Regions from separate parts of the Mus musculus genome. Here region 2 is linked to region 1. The links are chromatin contacts, called in public HiChIP or PLAC-seq maps. All regions are on one chromosome and are shown on one strand. The core of a region is the stretch at or near the end of the contact, and the rest is flanking DNA. Distances in the headings are between cores, read along the strand shown.

Region 1 (3,600 bases), core at 817-3,316:
TGTACCTATCATTGTGAGAATAGAGTATAAATTCAAAAATGCACCAAAGCATTCAAAAGAACGAATTCCTGCCACACAACATAGAGAAATCTCCAAAAAAAAACAAACTAAAGAAGCTAGTCATACTTACTTACATGACTTCACTTACATGATTCACTTAGATGTAAATGGGGGGGCAGAGGGAGAGAGGGAGAGAGAGGGAGAGGGGGTAGAGAACTTAAACAGAGAGAAATTAGGCCAGTGGTTTCTTGTAGTAGGCAGCGTCAACTCGAAGGAGACAGCAAAAAAAAAAAAACAACCGAGTGTTCTTCATATTCTTGCGCACAGTTGTCAAAACTCATCAAGTTGCATCAGACCTATTCATATAGCTTCCCTATAAGGTCTTTCTTACATCACACACACACACACCCCAATGACCACCCCCACAATAGTGATTAGTAAAATAAAGCCTGCATGTTTGGGGTCTGGAAAGACAGATCCGCTGTTGCTCTTGGCCCCACAATCACAAGGACCAGATTTTGGATTCCAGGGCCCCTGCAGAAGATGGGGGCTTCCTGCAAAAGCCTGGAACACTAGCCCGGAGGGGAAGTGCAGACAGGAACAGGAAGACAGCTCGAATAGTCTAGCTTCCAGACTAGCTGAGAGAGTCTGAGCCTCAGGTTCAGGGAGAGACTCTGCCTCAAAGGAATAGGCAGAATGGCACACCGGAATATCTTATGGACATTAATAACACTCAGGCATGTGCTTCTATGCACACAAGTGTGCATGCACTCACACAGGCACAGATACGCACATTAAATACATTAAAATAATAAATAAAACCTTTTAAGAATAACTCCTCTATAGCTAATTTCACTGAAACAAAACCAATTAATTTAGCAATTCTTGAGTAACTACTCGTCAGTGCAAATAGTCAGGGATTCATCTTGATCATATTTGGAATCTGGTACCAAACCACAAGCTAAGAAACCTTTCACATGCATAACTTTAAGAAAGGTCAGATAAGTTTTCTTTGGGATGACATTGCACCCCTAAGCATTCCTCAGAGTTCGGTGATGTTTTTCTAGACAAGGCTTTGCCATGGAAATTTCCACAGTCATCCGGAACTAGTCCAGTGTCCAAGGAGGTCATGTGGGGTCACGGAGACAGTTGTAGAATTTTGTACTCTCACAGATTTTCCATTTCTAAAAGAACCTTTCTCAGAATTGCTTATGATTCTCTCTCCCTGAAAGGCCTTGCCAAATGTGTTCCAAAACTTATTCAAAGACTCCAAGGCAGAAGAGCCCATGGGAAAGGCAGCCCTAGAGATTTTATTCTTTTTAATCCCTTAAGAGTAAATTGGGGATATTCTTAGCTCTTGTTGCTCTGGTGTCATAAAAGAAACATCAGCGCAACAGCCAAAAATGAGTAAAAATAATTTGTTTACAAGCTTCTCTGGGAGGTCATGAAGGAGAATTCCATGTACACAACTTAAAAAAGGAATCCTAATTTATTGTCTAAAATGACTTCAGGTGACTGGCGTCTTCCCTCTCTACTTTTACCTCCTGAATACTCCCAAACCACTTCTCCCAAATTCACCTCCCAGCCTTTTTCCACCTTAATTCTTGGGATATGGGGCTCCTGGGAGACTCCTATCTCAGACTCCGAGGTACTTGGATGTGGTTTTGCCTTTCATGTAGGCACAGGGCCAAAGAAGCGGCCAGCAGTTGTTAATCAACCCAATACAAGGGTTCAGACCAGAGACCTACACTGGGAAAGTTAACGCCAAACTCTTCCAGGATGGAGTATGTTGCCCATCTTGTATGAGGGGTAGTCCCATGCTTGCCAAATCTCTCCCCAGTCACTCTCCCTGAAATAAGACCATAATGCAGCAATTATCTGGGGATCTAGTGTCTCCAGGAAAAATGGAATACAAGACGTTCTGGGAACTTGTGACTCCTTCAGCGAATACTCTGGGAATTACAAAGCCTCCTCCCTGTGGGCTGCAGCACAGGGCAGGTAGGGAAAGGTGCTTGTTGTGGTTTGAATGTGGATGTCAGTCCATAGGCACCTATGTTTGAACACTTGGTCCCCAGCATGGGGCGCTGTTTGGGATGATCGCAGAACCTTTAGGGGTAGAGCCTTGCTGTGGGATGAGGTCATTTGTGCTTTTCTCGCCAAACCCTTCTGCTCCCAGGAAGAGACCTCTATATGTAGTAACAAGATCAAGGAGCACAGACATGGCTCCGTACTTCTTACCCTAACTGCCATCCTCCTTACATGGTTTTATGGCTTCGCCTCCACTCCTCAGATAGAAAAGCTTCCCCTTGATTTTTTTTAACAGTTTTATTTTTAGAAACAAAATGAAACTAGAATTAATTGTGCCTTGAATTCTTCTGTGCCCCTTGAATTAAACAGCAATATTGACAGTTGAAGCGTTCTCGGGAGGCAAGTGGTTCTTTTATCAATAAGACAGCGCCCCTAAATGGAGGACGACCAGAGAGCTCCCAGTGGCAGGCATTCAAACCTCCTGAAGAGACAGACTGGGCTGGAGAAGTGAGCCCTCTAGCGGTGCTGATGCTTTCTGTCGACTGTCACACAGCAGATAGTTAAGGTTGAGGGGGAACTTCTGGCTGCTGCACCCTACTTTCTGTCTGTACTCCCTGCCCAGCTACTCTTGTCTTCCAGCGCACACTGAGCAGACCCTTCGTGCTTTGGAACGTGCCTTCAGAGTGCTTTGTATTTTTACTCGGGATCTAGTCGGTAGCCCGAGGAAAGGTAGGCTGGGAGACAGTAGCGTTGGTTTATCTATGATATTTAAGATGAGAACGATAGGGACTCCTGTGCCCTAGGTAAATGACTCCAAAGGAGGGCTCCCTAAGAAAGTGGACAGAGTTTGAGAAAGGAGTCGTTAAGGAAATGTTTTGTCTGTAGCTCAGCCAACGCTGAGTAAGGGCTTCTTCTCCCTGCTGCCTCCTGCTTTTCCATATACTGGGAGTGAGAAGGGAGGTTAGAAAACACTCACCAAGCATGGTGTCTGCGGGACAGGTATTGACTGAACTATATAAGGGACTCATGAGTGTAACAAGAGTGTGAGTCGCCGGGCGTGGTGGCCCACGCCTTTAATCCCAGCACTCGGGAGGCAGAGGCAGTCGGATTTCTGAGTTCGAGGCCAGCCTGGTCTACAAAGTGAGTTCCAGGACAGCCAGGGCTACACAGAGAAACCCTGTCTCGAAAAAAAAAAGAAAAAAGAAAAAAGAAAAAAGAGTGTGAGTCACCTGATGAACAGTCTGGCTTTTGCCTGAGAGCCATCCTCTTCCTCATCAGATCAGATAAGAAAGCCAAGGTCAGGGTTGTCTCCAGACCAAATCAATGGTTGGGCCTTACAGAAAGTGTGTGTGTGTGTGTGTGTGTGTGTGTGTGTGTGTGTGTGTGTTTGGGTATGTGAAAGACGATTCAGTAGAACATGATGAATATTGTTTAACATGATCAAATGCTCTGAGAGTGATAGACTCATAAAAAAGAAACTGATCTTTCTGCGCCCTTTCTGTGAATTGTGGAAAACCCTGAGTTCTCCAAGTTCAGAAATCTTCCTTCCATGTCAGAGAGATGTAACCTCCA
Region 2 (3,600 bases), core at 701-3,200, 41 kb before region 1:
GCCTCAGCCTTCAGAGTGCTGGGATTATAAAAATACTCCATTACACTGGGTGCTAGTTCACTGTTGATGCAATTACAACATGAACAAAGAATAATGATTGAGCTAAATAAGCCACACAAGAAAGAGTAGCGTGCTTTATAACTCCACTTATAGAAAATACTAGAAAGTGCAACAAATCCAAAGGAAAAAAAGTTAAATTGTTGCTGAGTTGAGCAGGAGATAAGAATTTTGGAGGACACAGGGAACTTCTTAGTTATGGGTGTAACCCTGCTTTGGTTTGGTGATAGTTTCAAGAGTGTAACTTTCATCCTGAAACACAAAGAAACATACAACTTAAATATTTGCAGTTTTCCTGGAGTCAGTTATGACCCAATAAGGCTGTTCTTAAAACCAAGATTCAGGTGCCAGTTGATGGCACCAGTGGAGCCCGAACTTTAGGCAAGGAGGTGCTTCCTCTAAGCTGAGCTGGACTGAAACCACATTCACTTTCAGACTATTTGGAATATCTGCAGGCTATTTCTGAAATCTCAGGACCATTCTTTGCTATCCAGTTAAGAGGAATTTACCAACACACTCCAGCTTTACAGATGGAGGGTGGGGACCCAAGAATAAATGAAGCCCCGTAACACCCCTACAGAGCCAACCCCAGGCTCAAGTCTGTGTGGGATAACTATGACCAAGTTCCAAGGAGACTGAGTCAGACGCCCATCACTGGGAAATCTTGCTTTAAAACACACTCAGGGCTAAGGAATTGCTAACTTGCAGGAAAGTCCATGGATGACGTCATTGTCCTCGGTCCCCAAATCCTGTGCACATTTGCAAGCATGTGCTTTCACACACATTTCTGTGCAGGGAGTACGTAGATTTTTTTAACAGACTCTGAAGAATTTCATGTTTATAAAAAGATGCGACATCCTGGGTCCGGACGTTGCTAGACCCAACTGTTCTCGCTCTTTCCTTCTAGACCTATTGGAACAAAACTAGGAGTCTCAATTCATTCTTCCCGAGATTAGATCTAGACGACACATTCTGGAACATGTGACACCCCTTCTTCCATGGGAAAACAGTCTCTCCTCCTCTCCAATCGTCCGGGCCCCAAGTTGCCAGTGCGCTTGAGAACCTGGACCTGTTTTGTAGCGTTCAGATGCGCAACCTGCCTGCTCCACACGTGGTTTTTGTTTGTTTGTTTGTTTGTTTTGTTTTGTTTTTCCTCCCGCGGAGCGCAGTACTTTGCCCAGTGCCTTCCATCTAATTTACTTTGACCTGAAAGTCATGAAGGGTGGTTTTTCCTCAAGCCCCTCCTGGAACCCCACAGGCGCGACACCCCACAGCTGCGCCAGGTGGGCTGGCAGAGGCACACTCACACATTTCTCTAAGTTCTTTAAGTCTTATCGAACTTGTCAGACCTGCTCTCCCTAAGTCGCCGAAACGCCGGTGGGATCGCTCAACTCCCTTGCACGTATGGTCCGGGAGCCAGTCTAGAGCAGGGCAAGGGGCCACTCTCTTATCTGCGCTCTCCCAGGCTCCCTCCACGTGTCCCCCCACCCCCACCCAGCTCCCTCCATCACCCCCAGACCCACTGCGATCCTCTCAGCTGGACTCCTGGCTCAGTTCCCAGAAGATGTGACCCCCACACACACACACACACACGAATCAAGTTCAGCTGGGCGTTGGGGTCCCCCTCTGCTCCCCTGTTCCGGCGCATGATGCTCCCTACCCGGCGTCACCCTCAGCGGGAGCAACAGTAGCAACAGCAGCAGCAGCAACACAGGAATGGCCTGGACTCCATAGCCCCGGAGCTGCGGCGAGGCCATGGCCAATTGTCCCCAGCAGTGACCCAACGGGACGCAAGGCTGGGGTCCCTGGGAGGTGGCGAGCTCAGCTCCAGGACCAGACCGCTGCTAAGGAGTATTCGCTTTCGCTTTTGCTTTAGCCCCCGGATTGCAGAGAGGTGCGAAGTGGTGACAGATCTGTGACTCAGCATCCCCACCCCTGCTTTGGAAGAAGCCCCGGCAGCCTGCAGTGACGCCCCCTCCCCAGTTGGGCTGCTCCTGTCCCCCGAAGCGCGCGCGGGGGCCCTCACCCGTAGAAGCCGGCGATCTCCCTTTTCATTCCTTAATGCTGTCTTCCCTGCAGAGGCAAACTCCTTTGAATCCACTCTGCGCCCACACCTGACTTCAGCCTTGTTCACTTGTCATCTGTCCTGGCTGCTGACCTTCAGATTTCAACTTTCAGAGTTTCCCTCTAAGTAGCCCTGAGCTTGACTGTCCGTGCTCTGTGTCCTTGGGCGACTGCATAGGTGTCGCCCCAGTGCAGCCAACGGGAAGTTCTGGGCGGACGATTCTACACCCGGGTCACTTTCCTGGTGCACTCGGGCTCCAAGCTGCTCCTGGCTTCCACACAGCTGCTCCTGGCTGCCTGCCTGCAGTGGTGCTGGCAGTGGCCAGGCCTTGGACACTTTGCCTTCTTCCGGCTGTACCTTTCCAACTCAAGAAAGTGCCAAGTGTTTGAAATGGAAGAAGGGGTGAAGAGGAGAGGGAGGGGAAAGAATAGAAAAAGGAGGAAAGACAGGGAAGAGGAAGAGGGGGAGAGAAAAAGATATAGAGAAGGAAAAGGAGAAGAGGAGAAAGAGGAGGGAGGAGAGGGGGAGGGGAGAGAAGAAGAGGAAAGGAAGAGGAGGAGGAAGAAAGAAGGAAGGTACATTATTCATCTTTGTACCTCACATATAATTTCTTTAGTCAATACACAACTCTTCAGAGTCTAAGAAAGACATCCCCTTCTAAGTGTGTGGATTAATTAAAAACAAAAAACAAACAAACAAAAAAAACTTTACTGGAATTTTAAGTCCCATACTGTGGAGGACCAGATCTGGGGAAGGGGTGGGGGGACAGACGGACATGAGTGCTCAGTCAGAAACGCCCTTAAATATGTAGATGTGGCGTAAGAAGACAGACACGCCTGCCTTTCAGTCTATAGGTCCCTAAATACAATCTGGCACCATAATGAAGCTACTGAGAGAACGCATGCTGATTCTGTTTGGAAAGAATGGAATGACGTGTGATTGAAGTCACCCATCCCCTAGGCATGGTGGACAACAGTGAGCTCTATACTTGACCCTCTTCCCTAAAGAGTCTTAAGATTGGCACAATAAATATGAAATACACACAATAAAAATTCAGAGAGAGGATCAGAAACCACATATTCCAGTCTCTTATAGTCAATGAAAAACCTGGAGAGATAGCTCAGCGGTTAAGAGTACTGGATGGAGAGAGAGAGAGAGAGAGAGAGAGAGAGAGAGAGAGAGAGAGAGAGAGAGAACTGTATGCTCTTCCAAAGGTACTGGGTTCCAACACTCACATGGTGCTCATCACTGTCCATAATTCTGGTTTCAGGGGATCCAGCTCCCTCATCTTTGGGCATTGCATGCACACAGTACACAGACAAATGTATAGTCAGCATTCACACACGTTTTTTAAAAAGTATAATGAATGCCAACATTTTATGTGCTTCAAACTTAGAAACACTCCTTTTATGATGGACATTTTCAAATATCAAAAAAGGAGAGGTAGCCAGGCATGGTGGTACACACTCCTGAGTCCC

What was found. HiChIP or PLAC-seq counts read pairs in DNA pulled down with a chosen protein or histone mark.
Region 2: a contact with region 1 is called in an H3K4me3 HiChIP or PLAC-seq map of the SCID.adh cell line, with 32 read pairs. The contact joins the promoter of Il15ra here to the enhancer-like site in region 1. A contact is called at or near these places in 4 of 39 promoter capture datasets (3T3-L1-derived adipocytes, liver, macrophages and 1 more), 1 of 15 datasets of contacts at CTCF or cohesin (CD8 T cells), 13 of 484 Hi-C or Micro-C datasets (B cells, CD4 T cells, CD8 T cells and 9 more), 7 of 115 datasets of contacts at active chromatin or transcription factors (the 230-238 cell line, CD8 T cells, the SCID.adh cell line and 4 more) and 3 of 9 other capture datasets (adipose tissue, liver and pancreatic islet).

What each region holds. Positions count from the first base shown.
Region 1 is chr2:11,663,092-11,666,691 of GRCm38.p6, reverse strand. All of the region lies in intron 1 of Il2ra (interleukin 2 receptor, alpha chain), which reads right to left. Among named protein-coding and RNA genes, the nearest start is that of Il2ra, 22 kb to the right of the region's middle. Within about 2 kb of position 2,066, at least 65 of the 459 cell types and tissues checked have an H3K27ac peak or open chromatin away from gene starts, as enhancers often do. A contact at or near this core is called in B cells, CD8 T cells, the SCID.adh cell line and 6 more, where this site is marked.
Region 2 is chr2:11,704,062-11,707,661 of GRCm38.p6, reverse strand. Il15ra (interleukin 15 receptor, alpha chain) reads right to left here and starts at 1,950. Exons shown (of 7, transcript NM_008358.2): 1 at 1,718-1,950. The coding sequence starts at 1,814.